2 separate regions of the Mus musculus genome follow, and region 2 is linked to region 1. The links are chromatin contacts, called in public Hi-C maps. All regions are on one chromosome and are shown on one strand. Each heading gives the region's core, a stretch centred on a gene start, on an enhancer-like site or on the middle of the called end of the contact. The rest is flanking DNA. Distances are from core to core; before and after follow the strand shown. Region 1 overlaps Dennd1a (DENN/MADD domain containing 1A). Region 2 has its middle 11 kb from the start of Gm13584.

The links. A called contact is a pair of places that touch in the nucleus more often than the background predicts.
Region 2: a Hi-C map of cerebral cortex shows a contact between it and region 1, with 4 times the contacts expected there. The contact joins two enhancer-like sites. A contact is called at or near these places in 8 of 39 promoter capture datasets (the HPC-7 cell line, cranial neural crest, frontonasal cranial neural crest and 4 more), 7 of 15 datasets of contacts at CTCF or cohesin (the G1E-ER4 cell line, the NIH/3T3 cell line, embryonic stem cells and 3 more), 198 of 484 Hi-C or Micro-C datasets (the 63-12 cell line, the AML12 cell line, B cells and 107 more), 25 of 115 datasets of contacts at active chromatin or transcription factors (Th17 cells, astrocytes, cardiomyocytes and 16 more) and 2 of 9 other capture datasets (embryonic stem cells and embryonic tail).

What each region holds. Positions count from the first base shown.
Region 1 is chr2:37,819,890-37,824,069 of GRCm38.p6, reverse strand. All of the region lies in intron 19 of Dennd1a (DENN/MADD domain containing 1A), which reads left to right. Among named protein-coding and RNA genes, the nearest start is that of Crb2, 46 kb to the right of the region's middle. Within about 2 kb of position 1,734, at least 3 of the 459 cell types and tissues checked have an H3K27ac peak or open chromatin away from gene starts, as enhancers often do. A contact at or near this core is called in cerebral cortex, where this site is marked.
Region 2 is chr2:38,377,346-38,381,525 of GRCm38.p6, reverse strand. No RefSeq gene overlaps it. Among named protein-coding and RNA genes, the nearest start is that of Gm13584, 11 kb to the right of the region's middle. Within about 2 kb of position 2,100, at least 39 of the 459 cell types and tissues checked have an H3K27ac peak or open chromatin away from gene starts, as enhancers often do. A contact at or near this core is called in cerebral cortex, where this site is marked.

The sequences.
Region 1 (4,180 bases), core at 485-2,984:
AACATTCCCAACTACAGAAGGGACACCAGGCAGGCAGCTTGGCCCTCGTCCAGCTAATGACCAAAGGTCATCTTCCACCCACACCTGCTCTCTGGGTGCTGCTCTACCAAGACCCTCAGGCTACAGGGATGCCTGCCACATAGGCCCAGCCTTCTAGGGGTCAGGTGCAGAGACCATACCAAGTGAGGCCAAGTCAGCACTGGTGAGAAAACATGTAATGTAAGCCCATACCTCTGAATCATGTGGGAAATTCTAAGTAAGGCATGTAAGAAGTAAAAGAAACAAATGGGGTTGATTTTAATAACATATTTCACCCAAAGTTCCCAAAGTGTTCCCATCAACATGAAATCAGTATAAAAATTAGTAATGAGATATTTTATATTCTTTCCTAAGTCCCTGAGATCTAGTGAATATTCTACACTTTCAGCACATCTTGGTGCTAAATGTCTACCAGTGTGGCCATTGGCTCCTATGCTGGCCATTGCTGCCATAGTCATTATCAAATGGTGGCATAGCTTTGTGAAATAACTGACAAAATGGATGAAAGCTAATTAGAGGTCCTCAGTCTTGAACTTAGATCTTTTCTGACCCTTGCTCTGCCTGCCTTTTCCTACTTGTATTACATGTTGTCGGGCTGTTGTGAGGACAAAGTCATGAGGAAAGCTAAGAAGTTAGCCTACTGTTGATCCACATCCCGACTGCCAAAGCCAAGCACGTTCTTCAAATTGTTTTTGTTCAGCAGAGCAGGCTCCTCCCTCTCCAAGTCCCATTCAGCCGCCTGTAGGCACAGCAATAGATCCCTCCAAGAAACAAACTGTTTAAAATGGGGGCATGAGGCTAGGGGGCCAGATGATCTCCCATAAGCCAGTCACATGTCAACAGAGGCCCTGTGCACTTACAGTACTGGAGACAGCATCTGACCTGCACTGGGCCTTAAAGATCAAGACCACATTTGCCAGGCCAATCAGAATAGGGAAGTCACTCCTCCTCTAGGGGCAGATAGGAAGTGAGGCATCAGAGCCCAGTACCACTTGAAGGTCTTCCCACATTAAGCATGAATTGAACTTTGGGAAAAATCTATATAGTGCAACTAGCAGAATCTAGGCATGCCATCTAAGATCAGGAACATCCACTGATGGTTTTAAAAGTGGGTGTGGTATGGTGTGGTATGGTGTGGTGTAGTATCATGCTGCAGTTTACAAAGTGTCCCTGACCTGAGAAGAAAATGAAAGATCAGAGCAAGAGAGCTTGCTGAGGAGACAGTTGTGATGATCCAGGCCATAGAGAGGCCAGGACTAGAAAGTTAACAGAGGGAGGGCAGGACAGTGCGGGGAGGAACAGCAGGTACCCCACGGACTCCAGGCTCTAGTGTGGATACCTCAAGGCTTTTTCCCAGGCCATGTGTAGAGGTGCATAGGGCCATCTCATTGTGAACTGATGTTTTAAGTTTCCACTTTAATGCAGCAACAAAGACTTCATCCCACTCGGCCGCCGCCTCCCAAGATCCAGCGCTCAAGGCCCGTGAGTAGCCGGTGGTGTGTTCTCCCTATCTAACACTGCCTGTTCCCACTCCCCTGGCCTCACTAAACCTCGAGAGTGTGGACTCTCCTGCCTGGCACAAGGAAACTGGGAAATGGGGTTTTCAGCTTCCCCCGCTCCGTGGCATGAGCTGGAACTTGCATATTCTGGGCTTCTCTCTCCTTTTCCTGAATCAGCTCAGTGACTTGCAGGCTGTAGCTGTGGGTAGCCAGGCTGCTGTGTGCAGCTTCGCATCATTTAAGCAAATCTCCCAGGGAGAGCTGTATTTCTAGCCACTGAGCTTTAATGGCTCACTGCAAATGCCTTTTCCTCACAGAGGAAGCCGCAGTCTGACAGCAGGGGTCTTATTCCCCCTAGGTCTTGGTTAGAAAATATCTTTTACTGTATCTTCCCAAGAGTAGAAAACATAGTGCCCTGTTAAATGGATACAGGTACTGTCCCCCTGCTAAGCTTTACGAGGAGAGATGCCTACCCACAAAAAGTACTAAGGAAGGCTAGGAAAACAACAAAGTACAGTACCAACCAGCCAACACATATGAACAGAGTAGGACATGGAGAAAAGCCCATGTGTTTTAAAGAGAAATGCCTTGGCTGGAGGTATGGCCCAGTGATAGAATGCTTGCCTAACATGAACAGGGTCCTTGGTTTGACTTCTGGCATCAGTGCTGAGCATCTGTGAGCTTCTTTCCCCATGTACACAGACCTTGTCCATAGTATATATAACTTTATCAGAGTGAGAAACCTACTAGGTTGTTTCAATGGTGCTACTTCCAAAGGGAAGGATTACAAATCTACTGTCTGAAGCAGCCGGGGTCAGCTATAGTCAGAAACCTCAAAAAGTAGTTCGGAGGCCCTTCCCAGTACATCTCTCCAGAACCATCTTATGAAGGCACAAAGATCATGCTGTGCTAGGATAAGCCTAAGCCAGATGTCTGTTTGAATCTGGTGTTATCTACCCAGCATCCATGGGTAGCTACTGTCTGGGTAAATGTCAGATGTCCTGTGCTTCTGTTTCTTCCTCTTCCCCCACTGAGTGCAGAAGTTAAAATTTTGGGTTAGGAAAGGGGGATTTAAATAGCTCCATCTGTAAGCTGGGAATCTACCATCCAACCATATGAAGTGGTAGAGCCATTCAGTGCCCCTATGAAAATGGAATCAACACAAACTCCAGGAGACATAGCTGCCAACGGGTTGGAATTTTCTACTCCCTGACAGCAGAAGGAAGGAACAAGCAGCAAAAAGACACACTTGGGGGACAGGAAAGACTTCTGGGTCAAACCTCATATAATATAGCAAATGTTTCAGAACAAACCTTAGCAGTGTGGATTGGGGCTTCATCATAACTGGACTTGAATGCTAAGGGTGTATGACATTGGGGCAAGGACTGAAGCTGTCTAACCCACCTTCCTCTTTTTTATACCAGGCCCTCATTCACAGTGGCCTTCTATAAAGGTAAACATGGATGATATTTGGAAGGCATTCTCTCTAACAGGTTTTCCAACTCACCACTTCCAAATAATGGCCTAGTTTATCAAAAGCCATTGTTTGCCTAGGATTTTTATAGGCACTGAACTTTTTGGGGGACCTCAATCTACCTGGGCCTCACAGTAGTGCTATGTACTAAGTATTGTGGTCACCTATTTCAGAAAAGATGTTTGGTAGCTTAACCCTTACCAAGGATCACCAAACTGTAGAAATGTAAGTTCCTTCTGGTGTCCCCAGTTCCCTAAGTCTCTGTCTTTATGGAAATGAGGTGGCCTTAGCACACAGGACTGGGACAGAGACTGGGCTCTGGCCAGATGGACTTGCAGTGAGGTCTCTGGGCAGCATTCTGTCATGGCAGGGATAAGAGTTGGAAAGTATAAGCACCCTTGAATGTACCCAGGACTGGGCTAGGTACTCCATATCTCATCTATTCTTGTTCCAGCCCACTGAAGGCAGATGTCATTTCCCTTGGTCTTCATAACCAAGACTACAGAGATAGTAAGAGACCAGCTGGCCTTTGAGACCAGACCTACCTCTCAAGTTCTCAACAGATGGCTTTTGGCAGCCATAGGTAGTTGGTAGGGAGCTCCAGGCAGTCTTAGAGGCCTGGGCTCTAGGACAGCCAGGGGTTCAATGTGATTCAAGGCATGGTAGCTCAAGTACTAGAGACAGCTCTTGTGTACTGTAGTCTCATTATTGTGGGAATTGGGTAAACTGTAGGGTGCCCAAGCACCTGAGAACTTGAGGAAGCAATGTTGTCCCAAAAGAAGACTGGGTAGTGTCTGCCTCTGCCCCTAGCCAGGGCAAGAGGTAATTCACTGGCCGTGTTCTTGGGCTTCCCCTCTTCTGCAAGCATACCCACTGAGAGACAGACTAGGAGGCTAGAAGATATGTTGTACGGGACCCAGGGTTCCCAGGCCACAGGGACTATTATGTATTCTGGATGCATTCATAGACACCAGCCCACACTGGATGGAAAGAAACTCGAGAGACCTGGATCATGGAACTCTTAAGGGTCACAGAGAGGACAGCCTGACATGATTCTATGTCAGGATTTGCCAGGTCACTGGCTATAAACATGGCTGAGTACAACAGCTGCTGGCCTGGGTGGAAAAGCCATGGGATGGTAGGCACTCAGCCTTGACAGGAGGGATTG
Region 2 (4,180 bases), core at 851-3,350, 560 kb before region 1:
TTTTTAAAGCCATTCCTGTGGTGAACTCTTATTTTATTTTATTTTATTTTATTTTATTTTATTTTATTTTATTTTATTTTATTTTTGTTTTTCCAGACAGGTTTTCTCTGTGTGGCTCTGATTGCCATGAAACTCACTCTGTAGACCAGGCTGGCCTCGAACTCTAGTGATCCTCCTGCCTCTGCCTCCTGAATGCTAAGATTAAAAGCTTGCACTACCGCTGTCAGCTTTCTTTTTTCTTTTTTTTTCCTGAAGTCCTTTGGAAAATGAATTTCAAACAAAACTCTGAATCTATAAATGAAAAGATGGATACGTTTAGCCACATAAAATTATTTCTATTTCCACAAGAGAAAATGATATAAACAAAGTCAAAAGGCACATACATTACAGACATATCATATGTTATTGACAAAAGGCTGCTATCTCTGTTATTTTAAGAGCTCCTACGTATTGGGGGGGGGGGAATGACAACCTAATTAAAAAGATAGGCAGAGGAGATAGACAAACAGTTCCCAGGAAAGGAAACGTAAATGATTCTTAGTCAGATGAAAACACGGTCAACCTCCCTTGTAGCAGGAGAGAAGAGATTACAGCTCTGAGATACCATTTTCTATCTAACAGATTGACAAAGATCAGAAAGTTTGATAACACGCTGTGTTGGCACGGGTGTGGGAGAGAAGCATTTCCATTCATTGTAAGTGGGAGGGAACACTGGGGCACCCTCCCGGAGGAGAGATTTGGCAATATCTGAGTAAATTAAAAATCTGCATACCCTTTAACCCACAATTTTCATCTCTAGGAATCCACCATGCAAATATCCCCATACATACACAGTTCGCTGTCCTAATGCAGATCATTTGCCACAGTTCTGCTTATGCTAACAGTCTGGAAGCAGCCTGGTTCCTCACCCACAGGGAGCTAGTGAAGGGCGCATATTCAACTGTCTATTCAGTGGAATAATATACACTGGTTTAAAGGAACAGAGGAGTTTTTAATTTCCTATATGGAAAAATCTCTATGGCAAAGCTCAGAGTCGTGCACACTGAACAAAAGCCCTGTGTGAAGGGTGTCTGTGGAAAGATCTTGATAAGGAAACTGATAGGAAAAGCTCTGGGTATCTGCATAGACTATGTGTATAGTAGTCATGGGGGAAGTAGGGGAATATAACTTTAAAAATGCAAAGTGAGTGTACGGGTGTGTGGGGGTGGTGGGGAGATAGGGAAGTTGAGGGGAGGGGGAGGGACAGAGGTGGGGAGGGCTGAGTTGTCTCAGCAGATAAAGGTGCTTGCCATCTTAGCCCCCACCTGATGGGAGGTAGGTACAGACTCTGGAAAGTTGTCCTCTGACCACCATATGCACTCAGATGGGGTCTCTCTCTCTCTCTCTCTCTCTCTCTCTCTCTCTCTCACACACACACACACACACACACACACACACATACACACACACAAATGTAGTTCTAAAAATTAAGAAAAACACAGGGTAAACTGTTTTTCAGCTGAGATGTGTAAGTCTAATTCCAGCTCCCCTGGGTCTTTTGGAGAAATTACTTCAACTTCAACGTCACCATCTGTAAAATGGGAATAATAATATGCCCTTGATTCAAAGATACCTTGGAGAAGGGGTTGGAAAGAGGCAAAAGTTTAAAAACTGGGAACTTTAGGATGGGCATGTTCATGGTCTATAATGACTTTTCTATGATTTTGAAAAGTTTTCTAAACAAAACACGTTTTTTGTTTTCTTTGTGGGTTTCTTTTTTATTGCTGCTCTGGTCTTCACTATCAGATACCAATCTGCTCCCCAACCCCCATGCCCCACTAAGAAGGAGTGCAGAGCAGGTGAGCTGGTGGCTGGCCATCTGGCCGTCTCTCTAGGACATGCTCTTCATTGCGGGCAGGTGAAGAGGTTTTCCTTGCAGGACAGGACAGTGGAATCGCAAGATGAAGGTGGGGTCCCCCAAGTGGGTGTGGGGAAGGGGACCTTGCTCTCCCTCCTGAGTGCTGGTGGCCTGTGTCTGGGCACGCAGGATACCCCTACACTGGCTGAGACCCGATCAGATAGGGCGCCTCCCCCGCGCTGGCAGCCCTGGGAGGCGGCGGGGAGTTTACGTAAGCCGCTTGTTGATGGAAAAACAACGCACTGGCTCGGTGGTAGGCGGTTCCTGGCTTGCTTTGAGGAAGCCCCAGGGGGTACTCAGCAGGCCACAGCACACACACCCCTTCGCCTCTCCGCCCCCCACCCTCCGTCTCTGGGTTCGGCCGGTCGAGGAGTAGGGGCTACATCCAGGCTGCAAGAGCGGCTCTCGGGGTTCATCTAAATCCAGGCCACCCTGCAGGTGTCATCTGATATTTCACCCTGGACCTAGGTGCCCGACCCAGTTATCCTGCTGCAAGCCCAGCCCTGCTTGGGGCAGCGGGGGTGAGAGCTGTGGGAACCCCGAGTGAGCCAAGAGGAAAGTGGGGGGCCGTCATAGTTACACCTGGAGCCTCCTTTCCTGGTTCTAGAAGCCAAGGAGAGCCAGGCCAGGCCCGCAGTTTTGCAGGGGCACTTCTCAGTTCCCTCCTGGCTTTGGCAGAAGGCGTGTGGATGACCAGAGTTCCGGTCCAGCTCAGCTAGCTGCGTAGCCTTGTGGGCTCGGACCCAAAGTTCTTTATCTGGAAAACCAGGTTGATGTTACTTGTACTAAACAAGTTTTCAGAATTACATGAAACATTCTGAGGATTAAAAGAGATGACTACAAAGCCCTTAAATCACACCCAACTGTGTCTAGCACACTAGCACGTGTCACTGTAGATATAGATTGTGTGTGTGTGTAGGGGTGTGTGTCACACCTGCCCCTTCCACTCCAACTCAGACATTTGCTTTTCAGGTGGCTTCTCTCAAATCTCTGCCCTGGCTCGGGTGTCCAGTGTCCTTCATTCACAAGTCTACATTAGTTCCCTCTGCGCCCTATACCTAGAGTACCTAGAAGTGGATGAATTTCCGATACTGTACTCTAGGGGGCACAAGCCAGGAAGGGAGGGAGAGCAACATGTGGGTAATGTTAAATACCCTTCTTAAGGATCTGGACAGAATCAAATAAGTGATTCATGGGGAAACCCTTTCTTGGCTCAGAGAGTTGTACCAACCAGTTAGGAACTGCCCGGTCAATGCTACAAACAGGAACCATTTGAGACCAAACTTTGTATCAGGCTAGAGTCAAGGCTCAGCTTGGGCAGTCCTTTTTAAGAGACTGTTTCAAATAGATCAGTCTGTTACTTCATCATCAAGTGAAGATAACAAGACCTACCATCTAGGTGGCCACAAGGCACCAAGGAGATCCCCAAATAGGAGCTACTGTTAAACTTAATTTCTTTTTTTTTAATTTTAAAGATTTTTAAAATTTGATATATATGGGTGTTTTTGCCCGCTTGTATGTGCACCACATGTGTGCAGTGCCCAGGGGCCCAGGATTAGGCTTTGGATCTTCTGGACCTGGAGTTATAGACGGTTATTCATCTGTGTGTGGGTACTGGGTACTGAACCTTAAACTCTAGAAAAATAATAGCCTGTACTTTTAACTGCTGAACCATCTCTCCAGCCTTTCTACTCCTACCCGCATTTTGAGACAAGGTCTTACTATGTAACCCTGGCTTGGCCTGGAATTCACAATGTAGACCAGGCTGACCTCAGAGTACCACCTGCCTTTGCCTCCTACGTGCTGGGATTAGAGCCATGAGCCACCACACCTGGCTTGACTATTTATATATATATATATATATATATATATATATATATATATATATATATAATAATTTGTTGTTTTAAAGCAGAGGAAACTGAGGCAAAGCAATGTTAAGCAACTTGCCCAAATGTCACAGAGCTGGGAAGCAGGCTGTCCGAGACCCTAATATTGGGTCTCCTAGCCTTCCAGAGCCCGTATACAGCGCCCAACAGGGGCTCAAAGTCAGGCCTCAGCAAACAGTAGCGGTGAACATGCTCCTATTAGTACATTCTGTTGGTATCATCCTGATCTCAATTACTCATCTATCCCTCCTCAGAACAGGACAAGCTGGAGCACTTTGGGTCTGGGTGAGCGCCAGCCAAGAGCTGGCGCCGGAGCCCCAAATTCAGGCAGGAGCTGTGCTTCCTCATCCCACCCATGAAGAGTCATCTGAAGGCTGGTGTGGGCAAGTGAGTC